Regions from separate parts of the Mus musculus genome. Here region 1 is linked to region 2. A link is a contact called in public Hi-C data. All regions are on one chromosome and are shown on one strand. Each heading gives the region's core, a stretch centred on a gene start, on an enhancer-like site or on the middle of the called end of the contact. The rest is flanking DNA. Distances are from core to core; before and after follow the strand shown.

The links. Hi-C and Micro-C count contacts between places; a contact is called where the count stands out from the background.
Region 1: a Hi-C map of bone marrow-derived macrophages shows a contact between it and region 2, with 37 read pairs. The contact joins two enhancer-like sites. A contact is called at or near these places in 3 of 39 promoter capture datasets (the C10 cell line, the HPC-7 cell line and HPC-7-derived erythroid cells), 2 of 484 Hi-C or Micro-C datasets (the HPC-7 cell line and bone marrow-derived macrophages), 1 of 115 datasets of contacts at active chromatin or transcription factors (large pre-B cells) and 2 of 9 other capture datasets (adipose tissue and liver).

The regions. Positions count from the first base shown.
Region 1 is chr2:3,619,494-3,624,375 of GRCm38.p6, forward strand. All of the region lies in intron 1 of LOC108168726, which reads left to right. Among named protein-coding and RNA genes, the nearest start is that of Fam107b, 92 kb to the right of the region's middle. Within about 2 kb of position 2,313, at least 12 of the 459 cell types and tissues checked have an H3K27ac peak or open chromatin away from gene starts, as enhancers often do. A contact at or near this core is called in bone marrow-derived macrophages, where this site is marked.
Region 2 is chr2:3,524,266-3,529,416 of GRCm38.p6, forward strand. It overlaps Cdnf (cerebral dopamine neurotrophic factor), which reads left to right. Exons shown (of 4, transcript NM_177647.4): 4 at 1-2,111. Among named protein-coding and RNA genes, the nearest start is that of Cdnf, 14 kb to the left of the region's middle. Within about 2 kb of position 2,211, at least 8 of the 459 cell types and tissues checked have an H3K27ac peak or open chromatin away from gene starts, as enhancers often do. A contact at or near this core is called in bone marrow-derived macrophages, where this site is marked.

The DNA.
Region 1 (4,882 bases), core at 1,063-3,562, 95 kb after region 2:
CAGGGAGACTCACTTCTTCATATGGCATCTGCTTCCCCTGGATGCTGTACTATTAGCGAAGTCTTGATGTGAGGCTGCCTCGTCTCAACACTCACTAATTCAGGCCGTTGATGAGACTGTGAGACTGGACGCTCCAATGTGTTTGTTTTCCTGGATTTGGGCAAAGGCTTCAAAAAAAAAAAAAAAAAAAAAAAGCTAGAAATCAAAATTACAACAGGCTTTTCTTAGCTCTCCATCTCCTCTAAGTTCCTAAAATTTGCATTCCAGATTTCTCTGGACTATAAGCAAACACTCATTTGTCATTCAAAAGTGACAGGGCACTGTGTTCCAATTGCTTAGCTGTCTGTTCCTGGGACTGTTAAGTGGATCTTGCTGAATTCTGGTTTGCCAGATCTGCAGGATAAACCACATACTGTACCAAAAGCCTTCTCAGTATTAATGACAACTGCGATTTACTGGTGTCTCCATGAACAGTCATTTTTAAATAATCTGCATTCAAAGGAGTTGTGAGCAATGACAGGTGCACCACACTTTACAGAGAAGGAAACCACGGAAGGGGTTAAATGGTCTGTAGAGGAGCCAAGAGTCAAACCCTGATTTTTTTGATTCCAGATTTTCTACTCTTCCTACCTTAGCACATTAGGCGTCTGGCACCATTGTGAGCTGACTCCCTACAGTGAAATCTTTCTTGACCCTTCTCCTTGGGCCAGACCTGATATTTTACATATATCAGACGATAGCACAAAACATGAAGTCTTTCTCTCTGCTCTCTCTCAGACTGCTTTCTCTGGGAGAGGCCAGCTGCTGGGTCAGGAGAACACACAGCCAGCTCTTGGAGAGACACATACAATGGGGGACAAGGGCCTCCTTCTACCAGTGAGCCAAGAAGTGACCCATGGGGAAGCCAGAGTCTTCACTACCATTCTGAACAGTCCGCACAGGAAGCATCTAGCTCAGTGTTAGATGACCTACCAAATCTTTGTCTTCGTCTCTTCTCCTCTCTTCTCTATCCCTTTCTCTTATTTCTTATTTTTTTCTTTTAATCTCCCCATTTAATTTTAACTTCAACGACTTTTATTTTCTAAAGGTGCTCTTCAGTTGGTTGTTTATTGGTAGGTCACCTCTCCTTGGTTTGAGACTTCTCCCTGAAGGTATTACCAAATCTTTAATATTTCCCCACATCTGATTCCTTAGATCATCTGGGTCTTTTTGAGTCCCATGTCTCCCTTTTCTCTTGTGTCCAAAGCCATGTCAAGTGTCTGTTGGTCCTAGCTTTCACCCTTAAGAGAAGAGGCAAAAACAGAGACTGGGAATTCTAGGGTGTGCCTACTTATTTATGATGTTACAGTCGGATGATGGGCACACAGAGGCCTTCCTACTGTAACCATCCATCAGCAATGGTTGCCGGTCTTTTCTCTGGTTTAGCTCTGTGAAAGGATCCTTCATTCACTCTTGAGGAAGAACTTGGCCACATGTGTGAATAATCTGATGACCATGGAAATGTAACACTGCACCCCTCAATTGAAGGAAGAGAGAGGAATTTATAGCTAGTTCCTCCAAAGTGAAGCACTCCTTTGTGGAAGGAGGGTGAAGGTGCAGAAGTACCAGGAAGCCAAAAGGATCCCTTCCAGGAAGCTCAGGAAGTTTAGGAAGTTCAGGAACTCCATGAAGGTAACAGGATTCACAAGGGTATGCCCTAAGTTTATAAAAGTAGCACATGGTTTGAAGGGATGATACTGATCTATACTTCAGCAGCTCAGAATACTTCCAGCCACCAAGTTCTAAGCACAAGTGAGATTTATTACCCTGGAGAGGCAAGCAGGGCAGTTGGTACAAGTTTGGGCTCTGCCTCTGGGACAGGCAAAGGCAGACAGCAAGCAGACAGCAAGCAGCAGGGTTGTTGTTGTTTGTTTGTTTGTTTGTTTTTTCAAGCAGTGAGTTTTTTAAGGAGAAAAGGGAAGTCTGTGCTAGGGTAAGTTTGTAAGTCCTGTTTAGCCAGTATAATCAAAATATGAATCTTGATAGCTGGACCTTGGAGTGTTAGGAATAAGGAAGTGGCCAAAATAAGGAAATGGACCTTGGGGGCTAGCTTTAGGAATGGAATCTTGACTGATTAGCACGGAAGAGGGAAGGGGAAAAGAGAAGACCTGCCAACTCCATGCTTGCTGTGTCGGGCCTATCAGGGAACCCTTCACAGTTGTTCAAGACGATGCTAATCTTTTGTGGAGCTGCCTGCAGGACAGAGCTCTAGGGCCTCAGCTGTTGTGAGTTATCAGCCAGCCTTTTAGGTGCTGCGGTTGTCTTCGAGTCACCCATCTTCTTGTGAGTAACTCCTTACTCATTTTCCTGAAAGTTAACCCAACAGACTCATCACTTCCCTGGACTTGGACAGAATCAGTTCTTTGGTCTGTCGTGAACATATCTACCAAGGAGAAGTCATAAAACAGAGTTTATTTTCAAGGACTGCTATAATCGTATTCCTCTGACCTCTAACACTATTTTGAGATGGAAAGGAAACATTTCCCAGATTTTTGCAGTCAAAATAGTCTTTAAAGTCGGTTTGTTTGGATAAATGTTCAATGTTTCAAATTTGCCTTATTTTCCCCAACTCCCCATCCTGGGAGTGAGTCTGATGTTCAGGTAGGATTGTGGTGCTGGTTCAAGGCTGTGAGTTCCCTGTGACACCATCTGAATTTCCTCTGCCTTCTATCAAAGACCGCCAGGCTGGATGTCATAGACCACTGAGGTGTGACAGAAGGGATTTTTGAGCCACCCTAGCCTGGGTTTTATAGTCCCAGCCACTTTTATCTTGTTTTAAAATTCTAGCTACTAATTCATTCTGAGTCAAGATCTCTACCAGCCATCATTTCCTCTTTTCTTCTTCCCTCCCCTCCCTTCCTCACCCCTCTTCCCCTTCCTTCTTCTCCACCATCATTTCTTCCTCTTTTTAATTCCTTCCTTCCTTCCTTCCTTCCTTCCTTCCTTCCTTCCTTCCTTCTTTCCTCTTTTCCTTCCTCCCATAGAGGGTTTCATTATGTAGAGCTAGTCGGCCTGGAACTCATTATCGAACAGGCTGACCTTGAACTTACAGAGATCTACTTGCCTCAGATTCTTGGTCCTGGGATGTGCTCCTTCCTTCCTTCCTTCCTTCCTTCCTTCCTCCCTCCCTCTCCCTCTCCTCCTTTCTTCCTTCCTTTCTTCTTCTTCTTCTTCTTTTTTTTTTTTAACTTTTAACATGTTGTGTTTCCAAAGAGTTGATATGGAACAGGGAAAACCAGCATGAAGCCTGACTTTCCCTGTACCCCACTTTCTCATTGTAGAAACAGCAAGGGATCAGCATGAGCCCTGCCCTCTGTATTTCAGTGGGCACCCTCAACCCTCACCTTGGAGCCAGAATGGCGCATGATTACAGTAACCTTTTTGTGTGAGGAATCACCTGCTTTCTGTGTTACACTGTCCATACTATAAAGCAAACACACTTATAGAGAAAGCTTGCAGACTTCTGTGGAATCCCTGGGCCATGGACAGAAGCATTGTGCAGACATTTGATGCATGTTGTCAGTTGCAGAGAAGGGTAACACAATAATCCATTATCTTCCATTACCCTAATGTGGTTTGCTTAACCCAATTAGCCAGGTGAGAACATGGATTGTAATGAAACCCTAAACCTGTACACTGAGGCAAATCATAGCAGGGGATTGGTGTTGGGGAGATGACATGGAGAAACAAGACCACCCTGAAACTCCATTTCCTAGGACTGGGCTGTAGCAGAAATCCAGAAGACAGGAAAGAAAGTGCAGGAAAAAGATAGGAAGCCTTGAGGCTGTGGTTCTCAACCTTCCTAATGCGGTGGCCCTTTAATACAGTTCCTCATGTTGTGACCCACAGGTTGGGAACCACTTCCCTAAGATGCCCACTGAACACAGTTTTTAGTGACCACCGCTCTTAAGGAAATTGCTTAAAGCAAGATTGCCAAACAAACCCTTACTTGGGTTCAAGTTCTTTCTGATCACGCCAATAAAAATAACTTCAAGGTATGCGAGCATGCACACACACACATACACACACACACACACACACACACACACACACACACACACACACACCCCTCAGCATCTCTGACAGTTTTGCACCCTAAGCCTTTTTCAGCAATGTTGCGACCAGTTAGGTAACTCATTAAACCTTAGATCCTGTGCCAATGATCTTAGCTTCTAGTCATTTCATTTGTACTTCTTTGACCTTTTATTAGTAAAATAAGTCTGTGGAGCTCTGCATAAGTGTGTATGTATTATGGTTGTACATTTTTCTGTTCTGTGTGCATGTGCACATGTTTGTGTAGGCCAGAGGTTGTCGATGGGTGTCTTCTGAGATAACACTTTCAACTTCATTGTCTAAGGCACGATCTTGCAGAAAGCCAGAGCTCTTGGACCTTGCTAATCTTAACCTAGCCAGCTTGTCTTAAGGGTCCTCTGACTTACCTCCCCAAATGCTGGGGTTACAGGTGGTCTATCATGCTAGACAGGCATTTAAATGAGTGCTAGGGACCCAAACTCCAGTTCTCAAACTTGCAAGGTAAGTGTTGCAGTCACTAAGCCACCTCTCCAGCCCGAGTCTGTGCGCTTAGGTAATGCTGACCAACTAAGGGTTCAAAGTCTTGTTTCTTAACTCGGTAAACACAGAAGTGGGTGTTGGTAGGGATTTCATACTCTTTGTCAATAATTTGTGAATTTAAGCATCAGACTTCCTCAGGAGAACCCATGTGGCCACTAGAAACTAATCAGAATCTGAGGTGGGGCCTAGGCTTCAGTACTGTTTATGGATTCCTCTGTAAGTTCTTTAAATGTATAGACTTTTAGAGAAATCTTGAGTGAACAGAGGGTAC
Region 2 (5,151 bases), core at 961-3,460:
GCTGGCCATGGCCACATGGAGAGAGGGGGAAGGGAGTGAGAGAAAGAGGGCTAGAGATGAGAGTAAGAAAGGTGAGGGCTTAAAGAGAGAGAGGAAGGGCCAAGCAGCCCCCTTTATAGTGGGCTGGGCTACCTTGCTGTTGCCAGGTAACTGAAACAAGTGTGGGGAGGGAAGAGTCACTTGGGCTCAGGGATTTGGTCCATCACAGCAGGGTAGCTAAGGGCAGCACAGCTCAGAGCAGGGCGACAAGAGCTTGTCATAGAGGCTGTTGTGATTATAGAGAGGCAGAAAGTGATGTCCAAATAATGATAAGGCTGTAACCTTCAAAGGGATAGCCCTATTCATCCACTTCTGTCAGTCAGACACCCACCTCACAGTTTCCCCAAATTACCACTAGCTAGGGAACAAACCTTCAAATCAAACCGATGCCAGGTGTGGTGGTGAATGCCTTTAATGCCAGCACTCTGTCTGGAGGCAGATCTCTGTGAGTCTGAGGCCAGCCTGGTCTACAAAGTGAGTCTAGGACAGCCAGGGTCACACAGAGAAACACTGTTTTGAAAAACAAACAAACAAACAAACAAACAGACAAACACTAAAATAAAATCCAACCAATGAACCAACCAAACAACCAAACAACCCAAACCAAACAAAAAACTGAGCTGGAGGAGGACAGTTCAGATCCAAGGCACAGCAGAAGGACAATGTAGTTTATCACTACTGACTCAAGTGTGCTATGGATATGATGGGATAATACATTTTAAGGAAGGAAAGAGACAAGAGGCATCTCTTTGGTCAAGGTTTTTAAAAAGAGTGCATAACAGAAACTATAGCTTATCTAATGTGCGACTTCAATCTCAATAACCACCTAACATAGTTCAGAAGGTTCTTGTTTCATTTTGCTTTTTAAAAATAGATTTTTTAAAAAACTTCATTCACTCTAAATATTTTCTCTCTTTTGCACAGCAAGGAGGGAAGCATTCATTACTTTATAGGCTCTTGAGACAAAATACCTAAAAAAACAATCGAGAAAGGAGTTAATTTAGTTCATGGTTTGAGATTACAGTTCATCACGGCAGCAGGAGTGTGAGGCCATTGGTCAAACTCATCCATGTCCTAGAAGCAGAGATGGAAGTAGATGCTCTGCTAGCTGTCAGTCTGACCCCAGCACGGGAATGCCACTGCTCACATTCAGGATGGGGTCTTCCTTCCACAGTTAAACTCTCTCTAGCAACGCCCTCCCACTCGTGCCCAGAGGTATGTGTCACCTAGGCAATTCTAAATTCCACCAAGTTAACAATGGCGATTAAGCATTGCACAGCACGAATGGAAGTTTCCGTTTCTCATATAAAGAAAACTGATCGGAAGAATACAAATCAGCAATCCATAAAAAGTCTGTGCTTGGCCTATTTATAACTACCTTTTTTTGTTGTTGTTTTTTGTTTTTTGTTTTTTTGTTTTTTTGTTTTCTTGAAGCAGGATTTCTCTGTATAGTTCTGGCTGTCCTGGAACTCACTCTGTAGACCAGGCTGGCCTCAAACTCAGAAATCCGCCTGCCTCTGCTGGGATTAAAGGCGTGCGCCACCACGCCCGGCTTGTAACCACCTTGAATTGCCACGTGACCCAAGCTCAGAGTCTTCTTCACTGCCCCGTGTCAGGCAGGATGAAAGCATGCTCCCCACGTGCAGGCAGCAGGGGCGCTTGTGGTTTCTAATGCTAGCCTATCAGTCTTAAGAAGCAGGCAATGTTTCAGCTCCATTCTCTGTCCATAGATCAATAAGAAGCACATGGTTAAATGGTTGCCTTTGGGAAATAGGTCAGGGTGTGGCTACTCAAGAAAGCATTCTCTTTAAAGTTTCTGGGGTGATGGGACTGTACTTTATCAAGGCAGGAGGTGAGAGATATGATCATCATATTGATATAGAGGTACAATTAAGATGTGGGTATTCTATTGTACATCAATTCTATTTCATAAAAAGTTGTAGGAGCTATTTGAAAATTACCCAAAATTAATTGATTAAAAGCAACTGTTCTTTTAAATAATCAAATGTACTCATAGCCATCTTTTTTGTAGAGTAGAGAATAACTTAAATTCAGATAATAAATATACATTGACAGAATAAGGTTTATTTTTAAATGGTGCAAGGGAATGCATTTTCAGCTAAGCAATTGGGGTAAACGTGAGTTTGTTAGAGAAGTAGTGGTTCCCAAGGAGATATGGAGGTTGCGCAAACGCAAAATGAAACTAAAAATACTAATAGAACAGACGGTCCACGGTGGTTATTGTCTCTGGAATTCAGTTTTCTCACCAGGTGGGAATAGTCTCCTTCATTTTGAATTGTACATAAGAAATAACCAACGTTGGACTGTAGAAATGGTTCAGTGTTTAAGAGCACTGGCTCTTCCACATGACCCAGGTTCAATTCCCAGCCACCTACAAGGCAGCTCACAACCATCTCTAACACCATTTCCATGGGACTCCAACACCTTCTGACCTCCAGAGGATCCAGCAATACACATGCAGGCAACACATATATGCACAAACTAAAAACAAAACTACCAAAGCTAAAAAGTAAAACCTTTTATAAAAACACTACATTTGTGTCTTAGGGTTACTATTGCTGTGAAGAGATACCATGGCTACAGCAACTCTTAAAAAGGAAAACATTTAATTAGGGCTGGCTTTACAGGTTCAGAGGTTTAGTTCATTATCATCATGGTGTGGAGCTTGCAGGCAGACATGGTGCTGGAGAGCTAGCTGAGAGTTCTACATCTGGATCTGCAGGCAGAAGGAAGAGGAGACCCTAGACTTGGTGTGAGATTTTAAAACCGTGCAACCTACCCACGGTGACACAGTTCCTCCAACAGGGCCATACCTCCTCCAACACTGCCACATCTCCAAATTCTTCTCAAATAGAGTCACTCCCTGGTGACTAGGCATCCAAGTATATAAGCTTAGGAGGTCATTCTTACTCAAACCTCTACAATCTGTTTCTATTTTGTACTTTGAACTTATTTATCATGGATCTTGCCATTTGGAAATAATCTAGCTCTTTGATTTCAAAATGAGATCAAATTTTTGTGTCATAGCCCCCCCCCCCCACCCCCAGGAATCTAGGTAATGGGAACACTGCTTAGTAGGCCATTCAAATCACTGAAGTCGCCTCCCCCGTCTCAAGTGATGGCCTTAGTCTGTTTTGCTCAAAGAGATTTTATAGAAATGCTTCCCAAACTTCTGAAGTTGCTTCTGTTGAGCAGTAGGAACATTTACTACACTGCATGTTCTTATCCTGTGAGTCTGAGGCAGGGTCTCTCTCTCTCTCTCTCTCTCTCTCTCTCTCTCTCTCTCTCTCTCTCTCTCTGTGCGCGCGTGTGTGTGCACGCGCGCACATGCTGGATATGCACATATGCATGCTGGTGCTTATGCATGCCGTGGGTAGAGGAGGATGTCAAGAGTCCTGTGCAGTAACTTTCCACCTTATCCCCTGAGGCAGAGCCTCTCACTGATCCTGAAGCTTGTACTTTGCAGCTAGGCTGGCTGACCTCTACTTTCCAGCGCTGAAACTGTAGGCATGCATAGCCAATGCTTGGCTGTATGTAAGTTTTGGAGATCTGAACTCAGGCCCTCAAAGTTGTGTGTCAAGATCTTTACTCACCGAGCTGTTCCTTAATCCTCAATCAGTTAGGTTTTCAATAAAATTTCAATATATCAAGAACATCAGAAATGCAGAAAGTTTATTCTTTGGTGTGAAAATAGTCCAGTAGTAGGAAATTCAGAGTAAATTTAGTGGCTACAATGCTCCGAGGGGCTCAAAGTTGATTCCTTGTATCCTAGTGATGGTTGATTTCATTGCTGACCCCAGGTCTAAGTTGACTGCTAGACTCCCTCACTACAGAAGGCGATCTGCCTCTGACCTGACCCCAGTCCCACCCCCATCCCATGTGCTGCTTCTACACCATTGACCAGAACTGAATCATTGAACTCAGCTGTAAGGGATCTGGGGAAATCATGTCTCTTGGTGCAGAGCCTGGCTGTCCAAATCAAATCAGGTTTCTACTGAGACGAGAGGGAGAAATAGTTTGTGAGCACAGAGCCTGTGTGCGGAGTGGCATAAATCCTTCCTCGTTTCCTAGGCTGTAATTCTGCGTTATGTACTCTGAGTAAGCCTTCTCCTGGCCATTTCAATCGCTCATATGTGTAAGTGGCAATAGCTCTGCTTCTTTTATAGTTTTTGGCTTGAGAAGACGTATTCTCTTTCTGTTTCTCCTTCATTTTAACTTGCTGCTTCTCTCATTGTGTGTGTGTTTGTGTGTGCACTACTCTCATTGTGGATGTATGTGTTTGTGTGTGAACTTCTCTCATTGTGTGTGTGTTTGTGTGTGCATGTCTCTCATTGTGTGTGTGTTTGTGTGTGTACTTCTCTCATTGTGGATGTATGTGTTTGTGTGTGCACTTCTCTCATTGTGTGTGTGTGTGCACTTCTCTCATTGTGGATGTATGTGTTTGTGTGTGTACTTCTCTCATTGTGTGTGTGTTTGTGTGTGCACTTCTCTCATTGTGGATGTATGTGTTTGTGTGTGTACTTCTCTCATTGTGTGTGTGTTTGTGTGTGCACTACTCTCATTGTGGATGTATGTGTTTGTGTGTGCACTTCTCTCATTGTGTGTGTACTTCTCTGATTGTGGATGTATATGTTTGTGTGTGCACTTCTTTCATTGTGTGTGTGTTTGTGTGTGCACTTCTCTCATTGTGGATGTATGTGTTTGTGTGTGCACTTCTCTCATTGTGTGTGTACTCCTCTGATTGTGGATGTATATGTTTGTGTGTGCACTTCTTTCATTGTGTGTGTGTTTGTGTGTGCACTTCTCTCATTGTGGATGTATGTGTTTGTGTGTGCACTTCTCTCATTGTGTGTATACTCCTCTGATTGTGGATGTATATGTTTGTGTGTGCACTTCTCTCATTGTGTGTGTGTTTGTGTGTGCACTTCTCTCATTGTGGATGTATGTGTTTGTGTGTGCACTTCTCTCATTGTGTGTGTACTTCTCTCATTGTGGATGTATGTGTTTGTGTGTGCACTTCTCTCATTGTGTGTGTGTTTGTGTGTGCACTTCTCTCATTGTGGATGTGTTTGTGTGTGCACTTCTCTCATT